Linked DNA regions of Mus musculus: region 2 is linked to region 1. Evidence: chromatin contacts called from public HiChIP or PLAC-seq data. All regions are on one chromosome and are shown on one strand. The core of a region is the stretch at or near the end of the contact, and the rest is flanking DNA. Distances in the headings are between cores, read along the strand shown. Region 1 has its middle 8.7 kb from the start of Gm46800. Region 2 holds the start of Larp1b (La ribonucleoprotein domain family, member 1B).

Region 1 (3,910 bases), core at 231-2,730:
ATTGTGGGAAACAAACAGTAAAGCCTTTCTTTTGATCTTTTTGTTGTTTGTTTGTTTGTTTGTTCATCTTGTACTGGGAATGAACTTAGGGCCTCATGTGTGATAGGTAAATGCTCTACCTTTGAGCTATACCCCCAACCGTAAGATAACTTTTTTAAAATATAATATTTTTTTACTAATTATTTGGAAATTTTACATCGTGCACCCAGATCACCCTTATTTCCCAGTCCTTCCGGGTCTGTCTGCCGACTCTTGTGGCTTCCCTTGATTTAAAAAGAAAAAGTCCAATTTGTGCTGTCCATATAGTCACTGGAGCATGGCCAAACTCAGGATGGTCAGTCCTTTAAAGAAAAGTGTGTCTTCCCTCATCCACACTCCTACCAGTAGCTATCTATTGTGGAGAGATATATTTCAGCATTCTTGTCACAATTTTTTAGATCTCTCTTCAATGGCTTCTTGCCTAGGTTGTTACTTTTTGTGGGGTTGTCACAGAAGTGTCACTCTTTGTCAACTGTGAGTCCGCAGTTATCGATACCAATGCAGAAGGGGCTTCTGTGTCCTTTACAGCAGCAGGACTACAGATCATGAACTTCTTGGTATCTGGTGACAGCAGGGACTACGGGCGTCCCTCTGGCATCAGTGCGAGCCAGGGACCTCAGCATAGTCTCCAATGACAGTACAGGCCACAGACACCAACACAGTCCCCAGCAGCAGCCCAGCCCATGGAGAAAACGGCTTCAGGAGGTAATATTGAGTACACACATAGCATGGATTTCAGTGGTAACACAGGCCGCAGACATCAACACAGCCCCCAGCTGCAGAAGGACCCAGACATGGCCACTGGTAGCATCGTGGCCCACGGACACCAACATAGCTTCAAGGGGCTTGAGCACCACTTGGCAGGCTCTTACAGGCAGCTGCCCCACACCAAGATAAGTTTGTTGTTGTTGTTGTTGTTGTTGTTGTTGTTGTTTAATTTGGTGTGTGTGTGTGTGTGTGTGTGTGTGTGTGTGTGTGTGCAGATGCTCTTCAGGGACAGAAAGTGTGTGTGTTCATGTATGCGTGTGTATGTGCGTAAATGTTCTCCAGGGCCAGAAGGCAGTGCCGGAGCCTCTGTAACTGTAGTTAAGCAGCCCAACAAGGGCACAAGGAACTGAACTGGAGTCCTCTGTAAGGGCAGTAAGAGCTCTTGACAATTGAGTCATCTCTTCCACCGCTCAATACCAGTGTTTTACTCCGGACTTCCTCATCTCCCAGCAGCTGTTTCTTACTTGCTTTTATCAACTGACTGACGTAAACAATACAGGAAACCCCAGGATGCTGCCAGTCACCCAGAGAAACTGCAGCATGTGTTTTGGGGTTTGGGGGTTGCTTTTCTCTCTTCTCAGGATCACCAGGATTGGTACAGACTACTCATGTCTGTGGTGGTTTGAATCTGCTCGGCCAGGGGGAAGTGGCACTATTTGGAGGTGTGGCCTTGTTGGAGGAAGTGTGTCACTGTGTAGGCAGGCTCTGAGGACTCCTATTGCTCAACCTTCTCCCAGTGCGGAAGAGAGAGTCTCCTGGCAGCCTTCAGATCAGGATGTAGAACTCTCAGCTCCTTCTCTAGCACCATATCTGCCTGGACACTGCCATGCTTCAAGCCATGATGATAATGGACTGAACCTCTGAAACTGTAAGCCAACCCCAATTAAATGTTGTCCTTTGTAAAAGTTGCCTTGTAAGTTATGATTTAAAAAAAAAAAAAAAAGCATAAAATGTACCTTCTATGGCCCAGTATAGGGGAATGCCAGGGCCAGGAAGCAAAAGTGGGTGGGTTGGGGAGCAGGGAAAGGAGGGAGGGGATAGGGGATTTTCATAGGGGAAACTAGGAAATGTAAATAAAGAAAATATCTAATAAAAATTTTATAAAAAGAAAAAATGTCTATTTCATTGCCATAAAATATTTATATTGCCATGCTAGAATTAATTTTGGTTTTGTTTTTCTTTTATAAATAAAAGTAAATCATTTAGAAGCCTTATAAGCAGAAAGGGTAGTGAAAACAGAAGTAAAATAGTACCCTAAAATCCAGAAATGTTACTGAATAGATACAGCTTGAGGTCATCTGGCTCTCCACAGTCCTGGGTTTCATGAGAACATCTTCATGGTAGCACATCTTTGATCACGCTTCTCCCCTCAGCCTTTCATCTATGACCACACTCTTCCCTCCCTGTCTCGTTAGTCACCTTCATGCCTTCAAAGGACTCTCCTCATACTTTCATGATGTGTGTGTTTGTGTGTGTGTGTGTGATTTTATACACCACTCTAAAATCTAGGGCCCACAAACAAGAGAAAGCATTTGATATTTGTCTTTCATACTGTGAACTGAATTCTAACACCTGCCCAAAAAAGAAAAAAAAAAAGTGGGCCTATTTTACTAGATAGCTTTATATCAGCTTGACACAAACTACTGTCATCTGAGAGGACAGACTCTCAGTTGAAAGAATATTTCCATAAGAAGCGGACAAGGCTGTAGTGCATTCTGTTAATTAGTGATTGTTGGGGTAGGGGCAGCCCCTTGTGGGTGGTGCCACCCCTGCGCTGGCGGTCTTGGATTCTATAAGAAAGCAGGTTGAGCAAGACATGAGGAGCCAGTAAACAGTACCCCCTCTGTGGCCTCTGCATCAGGCTCTGCATCTGGGTTCCTGCCCTGCTTGAGTTCCTGCCTTGACATCTATCTTTCCATGATGACCAGTGAGGTGGTAGCACAGACCATCAACATCTGCATAGACTCACAGTTGAGAAAGAGAGGCATAGAAGGCTTTTGTGACAACCCCCACTCCCATACTAACCCCAAAAGTAACAGCTTGGTCAGGAAGTCATTGAAGAGAACTCTTTAAAATTGTGATAAGGATGCTGACGTGTACTTCATATCCTTATTCTTAAAAGCAATACTAGATGGCTTCTAGTGGGAGTGGGGGGCAGGAGGAAAGACTCCATTTTCTCTAAGAGGCTGGCTACCAGCAGTGTGACCATGCTCCAGTGACTGTACAGAAAACACAGACTGGGCTTGGTTTGCTGTTGTTGTTCTTGTTGTGTTGTTTGGCTTTGTTTTTTCCATTTTTTTTCCCCAGGGAGAGGCCACTTGGGTGGAGAAGCAGACCTGGGAAGGGTACTAAGGAGAGGGAGTGATCAGGGTGTACAATGTAAAGCCTCCAAATAATCAATAAACATGTTAAAAATAAAGGAAAGGGGGTGTTCACAGACACCAATGCCAGACACATGCCAGTCCAATAGAGACCATCCCTCAGTGAGGGTCTCCATTCCCAAGTGTGACAAGTGGATAACTTAAGTTAACTCTGGCAGTAGCTATGAGCATTACTGTATTCTTTCTCCTTTTTTTACTATGAAAGATTAAAAAAGTGATATCTTTTTAGGTGCTTGTTTCATTTTCTCTGATTAAAAATAAAGTGTTTTGCATATGTACTGCCATCCACACATCTCCATTTGTGGATAATGTTAGCTTTGGGGCCATTTTTCTATTGGTACGTTTATCTTTCTCTTAGGAATTCATGAGAAGAACTTTTAAATGAATAATATTTTTATTTTACTTTTGTTTGGAAATTCTCTTTTCCTTAGCAATCTTTCCCATTACAACTAGACCATAAAAACAAGACTTGGTGTTTTAGTAATGTCTATAAAGAAAACAAAAATTCAAATTCTTGAGTCTGAGCTCCAAAACAGTTACTTGATAGCCACAGTCCAGATGATAATCTCTGAAGTCATGAGACCACTGAATGAAAAAGTCAGGTTCTAAGCCAAGAAAATATTAAGAACCAAAACCTGACACATTTACTACATAAAGTTTATACTCGGTGGAATTAAAGAAAATGAAAGATGATAAAAGGGCCAATTCTCATTCAAAGTAAA
Region 2 (3,716 bases), core at 1,019-3,518, 450 kb after region 1:
TTCAAAGCAAAGGAGCTGGAGAGATGGCTTGAGGACTAAGAGCGCTTACACTCTGGCTTCCCAGCACCGTGCTGGGCACAACAGCCTGTATCGGCAGCGCAAGGAGGATCCAATACCTCTGGTAATCAAGGGCACCTGCACACTTGTGTGTGTGCACAAACGCACACACACGTACTCGCATTCTTGTGATTAAAAATAGAACAATTCATGCTGGGCAGTGCGCTTCTTTAATCACAGCATTTGGGAGGCAGAGGCAGGCGGATCTAAAAAAAGAAATCTAGACAGAGTGAATGTACAAAGCCAACTGGGTGTGGTCCTTATGCTTTAATACTAGCCTTAGGGACTCTAAAAGAATCTTAAAAAAAAAAAAAAGTTCAAGACTAGCTGGTGGGTAGCACGCATGCCTGTTGGTCATCCCATTTCAAAAGCTAAGGCAGGTGCATTCCTTTGAGTTCAGAACCAGACTGGTCTAAATCGATGGCTTCCAGGGCAACCTGGACTAGAATGGTAGGCTCACGGCCAGCCTCGAGATCGAGGTCAACTTGTGCTACAGGAGACTTAGTTTGATGAAAACATCAAAACCCACTGAAAAAAAATGAAAAATGAAAAAGGTGGCGAAATGTCTAGTGTTCGTTTTACTCAAGAGCACTAAAGAATCATTTCGTTGTCTGTAGGTTAGAATCAGGACCGACAAGTGCACTTCTTGTAATGTCGAGGCTGGGTCTTCACTTGAACTTGGCTCCGGATCAGGAGTGCCTATTGGAGCCCACATCGTTACTGGGAAACTTTTCCTGGGTCCTGAGGACCCGCCCTCGTGAAAAGCCTGAAGCGTTTCACCTTAGCGCAAATGGACTTTCTGGTCCTCCTGGTTCCTGAAGATTGTCCTCCTAGTCCCTGGGTCACAGACGTAAGATGCTCCCCAAGCGTAGCAGGTTCATCCTCGCGATCCGCTAGGGCGGGGCTCTCATCAAACCATGCCCGCCGCATTCGGGAAGACTCCACAGGCCGCGGTCGCCCGCAGCGTTTAGGGAATGCCCGCAAGTGGCCACGTCACTTTCCAGGGTGCCCGCCCCCTAACCTGCCTCGCCCTCTACCCGCCCCGCCCCTCACCCTGACTGGCCCTCGCCCTGGTCCTTGGGCACCTGGCCTACTGAACGCTGATTATCTTGGCTCTTGCCTACATCACGCCCCGCCCACTGGCACGCCTTTCCCCTTGCGCGCCCCGCCTCTTGGACGCCTCCGCCTCCGCACGCCCAGCCCATCGGCCCGCCTCAGCCTATAAACGCCCCGCCTACCTGGCCACCCCGCCCATTGGCCCTCCTCGCCCTCTGTACGCCCCGCCCAGTAGCCTTCCTCGCCCTCTGCACGCCCCGCCCCTGGCTGCCTCGCCCTCTGCATGCCCCGCCCTCAGGGACAGTTACCGGCTCAGGCCGCGCGCGCCTCCGCAGCTCGCCAGAGATCCTTCAGACTGGCTGGAGCGCCGCGTTGTCGCCCGCGCCCGCTGAGGGCTCGCGGCTCGGGCGCGCCCGGCGCGAGTGGCGAGCTCCGGCCGTGCGCTGCGACGAGGCCAGGCGGCGGGCGGTTAGCGCTCCGCTCGGCGGGCGGGGAGGACGGGCACGCCGGGCGCTGCACGCCTCGGCGGGCGGGTTCCGCGTCCCAGGACCGAAGCGGGTCGGTGCCCCCGTGTGGAGAGAGGGGCGGCCGGGCTCCCTGGACCCGGACGGCCCCCGGCTGGGCAGGAGGCTGGGGCCAGGGGCCGGCCATGTCCGCTCGCGCCCCGGTGCCCGCCGCTGCCACCCGGGAGGACCCGCCCGCCGTGGCCGGAGACCGGGACGCGCTGTTGGCAGCGACGAGCCGGCGGGCGGAGCAGCCGGCGCCCGGCGAGCGGGAGGGCAAGGAGGCGAGGGAGGAGCGGGCCGCGGCCGCCACCAGCGCGGGTGCGCGGGGAGAGCCGTCGCCGGCGCTCGTGCTGGGACACAGCGTGCCGCAAGCGGCCGTGCCCGTGAGGCCGCTGGCGCTGCACCTGGCGCACAAGGCGCGTGCGCCCGGGGGTCCCTTCGGCGGGGAGGCTCCGCCGCTGCCGCCGCCGCCTCCGCCGCCGCCACCACCACCGCCGCCGCTGCCGCCGCCAGCACCGCGGGACCCACCGGAGGACGCCCGCGAGGACCCAGCGGCAGCCGGCCCGGAGGACAAGCCGCCGCCGCCGCCGCCAAAGGGGAACCCGTGGACCAAGAAGCTGCCGCAGCACCTGTCCACCGTGGGCACCGGCGTGCCGTCGCCCGCTCAGGACTCCCCGGAGGCCGGTGAGTGCGGTCCGCGGGAGGTGTTTGGTTCCTAGGTGTCATTCACCGTGCCGATTTACATAAATGGACATCTAGGAGAGGGAGCGACAGGAAGAGGTGGGACCTCAGGTTCTCCTTGACGGGTAGGGGCACGACGTGGGTGACTGGGCAGCGGGGCTGTGCTGGGCTCGTGCCTTCACGTGTCGGCGTCCTAGACGCGGTGAATACCGTGGAAAAGTTTCCGGGAACTTGACACAGAGTAGAGGCGAGTCGGGACGAGCGGATTTGTAAGTGGAAGTCCGATTGGGCTGGCTCCTGAAGTGAGGTGGTGAAACGAAAGTCTCGAAAAGCTGCTAGGTAGATGTGGCTGTGAAGGCAGCTGGTATTAGGTGTTTTTGCGGTTGTGTGGTTGTGTTTCAGAATGCCTGACACAGGACAGTTGATTCAGAGTCCGGATCGCACAGCTGGTCCCACGGTAGCCTGCGCGTTAGCAATTGGGTTGTGCCTTTGCGTTCGAATGCTGACCCATGCAATATGGCCCTTGGGGCTTTATTTGGGTTGCAGCAACTGCAGTTAGAAAGTAAAATGAAGACTGGCTTGTATTTGGTGGCGTATGCCGATTGATGTAGAGGATTAGGCGTTCGAAGAGAAGTCAAAAAGAAAAAAGTTAGAATGGAAATGCTGAGTAAAACTCTCCTTTTTCTTTTTTTTTCTTTTTTTAATAAAACTGCACTAAAATAACTGAACTTTTCTGTGGGAATTGCGGCTGTTTTGTTGGCAAGTTTTCGCTGGTCTGGGGAGAGTTGGTGGAACAGCCGAAGTTTGAGCATGTTTATGGGGTTGTGAGGGTCAAATGCGGTGAAGGGATCCTGTACAATTGTGATTGTTTTATCTCTCCTGTAGGGGGAGATAAATGTTGAACCAATTTAGTTTCTTAGGTTTTGCACGCAGAACCAATTTAGTTTCTTAGGTTTTGCACGCAGAAATGCTCACTAACTTATTTGCTTTTGTTATTTTGCTTGCTTTTTGAAACACTATCTACTTGTGTAGCCCAGGGGGTTGTGGAATTCTTGATCCTCACGTCACTGTCTTCTTCAAGATACTGGGATTATAGACATTCTGCTCTCCTTATTAATTCTTACTAAATTTTGACACCTTAAGGAAAAACAAAACAAAAGCACTGAGTTTTGCTCTCCATCTTGTATTAGTACAATTCTGGCCTGCTGAAAAGAGCAGTTTACTACCATTGCTAAATAAGTGAAGAGAACATGGTATATCAAGTCTTCTTAAAATTTCGTAGAGAAACCTGTTGATCACTCTGTTACCCCTCCATATCTAGATTTACACAGAGTACTAGGCATTATAATATTTATTGAACTATGAAATATTAATCGAGTTTTTTGTGTGTTTGTTTTTGTTTTGTTTGTTTGTTTG

Evidence for each region. HiChIP or PLAC-seq counts read pairs in DNA pulled down with a chosen protein or histone mark.
Region 2: an H3K4me3 HiChIP or PLAC-seq map of bone marrow-derived macrophages shows a contact between it and region 1, with 4 times the contacts expected there. The contact joins the promoter of Larp1b here to the enhancer-like site in region 1. A contact is called at or near these places in 3 of 39 promoter capture datasets (the C10 cell line, hematopoietic stem and progenitor cells and stem cell-derived epiblast-like cells), 1 of 115 datasets of contacts at active chromatin or transcription factors (bone marrow-derived macrophages) and 1 of 9 other capture datasets (pancreatic islet).

Annotation. Positions count from the first base shown.
Region 1 is chr3:40,499,146-40,503,055 of GRCm38.p6, forward strand. No RefSeq gene overlaps it. Among named protein-coding and RNA genes, the nearest start is that of Gm46800, 8.7 kb to the right of the region's middle. Within about 2 kb of position 1,481, at least 46 of the 459 cell types and tissues checked have an H3K27ac peak or open chromatin away from gene starts, as enhancers often do. A contact at or near this core is called in bone marrow-derived macrophages and hematopoietic stem and progenitor cells, where this site is marked.
Region 2 is chr3:40,948,382-40,952,097 of GRCm38.p6, forward strand. Larp1b (La ribonucleoprotein domain family, member 1B) reads left to right here and starts at 2,269. Exons shown (of 10, transcript NM_001040399.2): 1 at 2,269-2,303.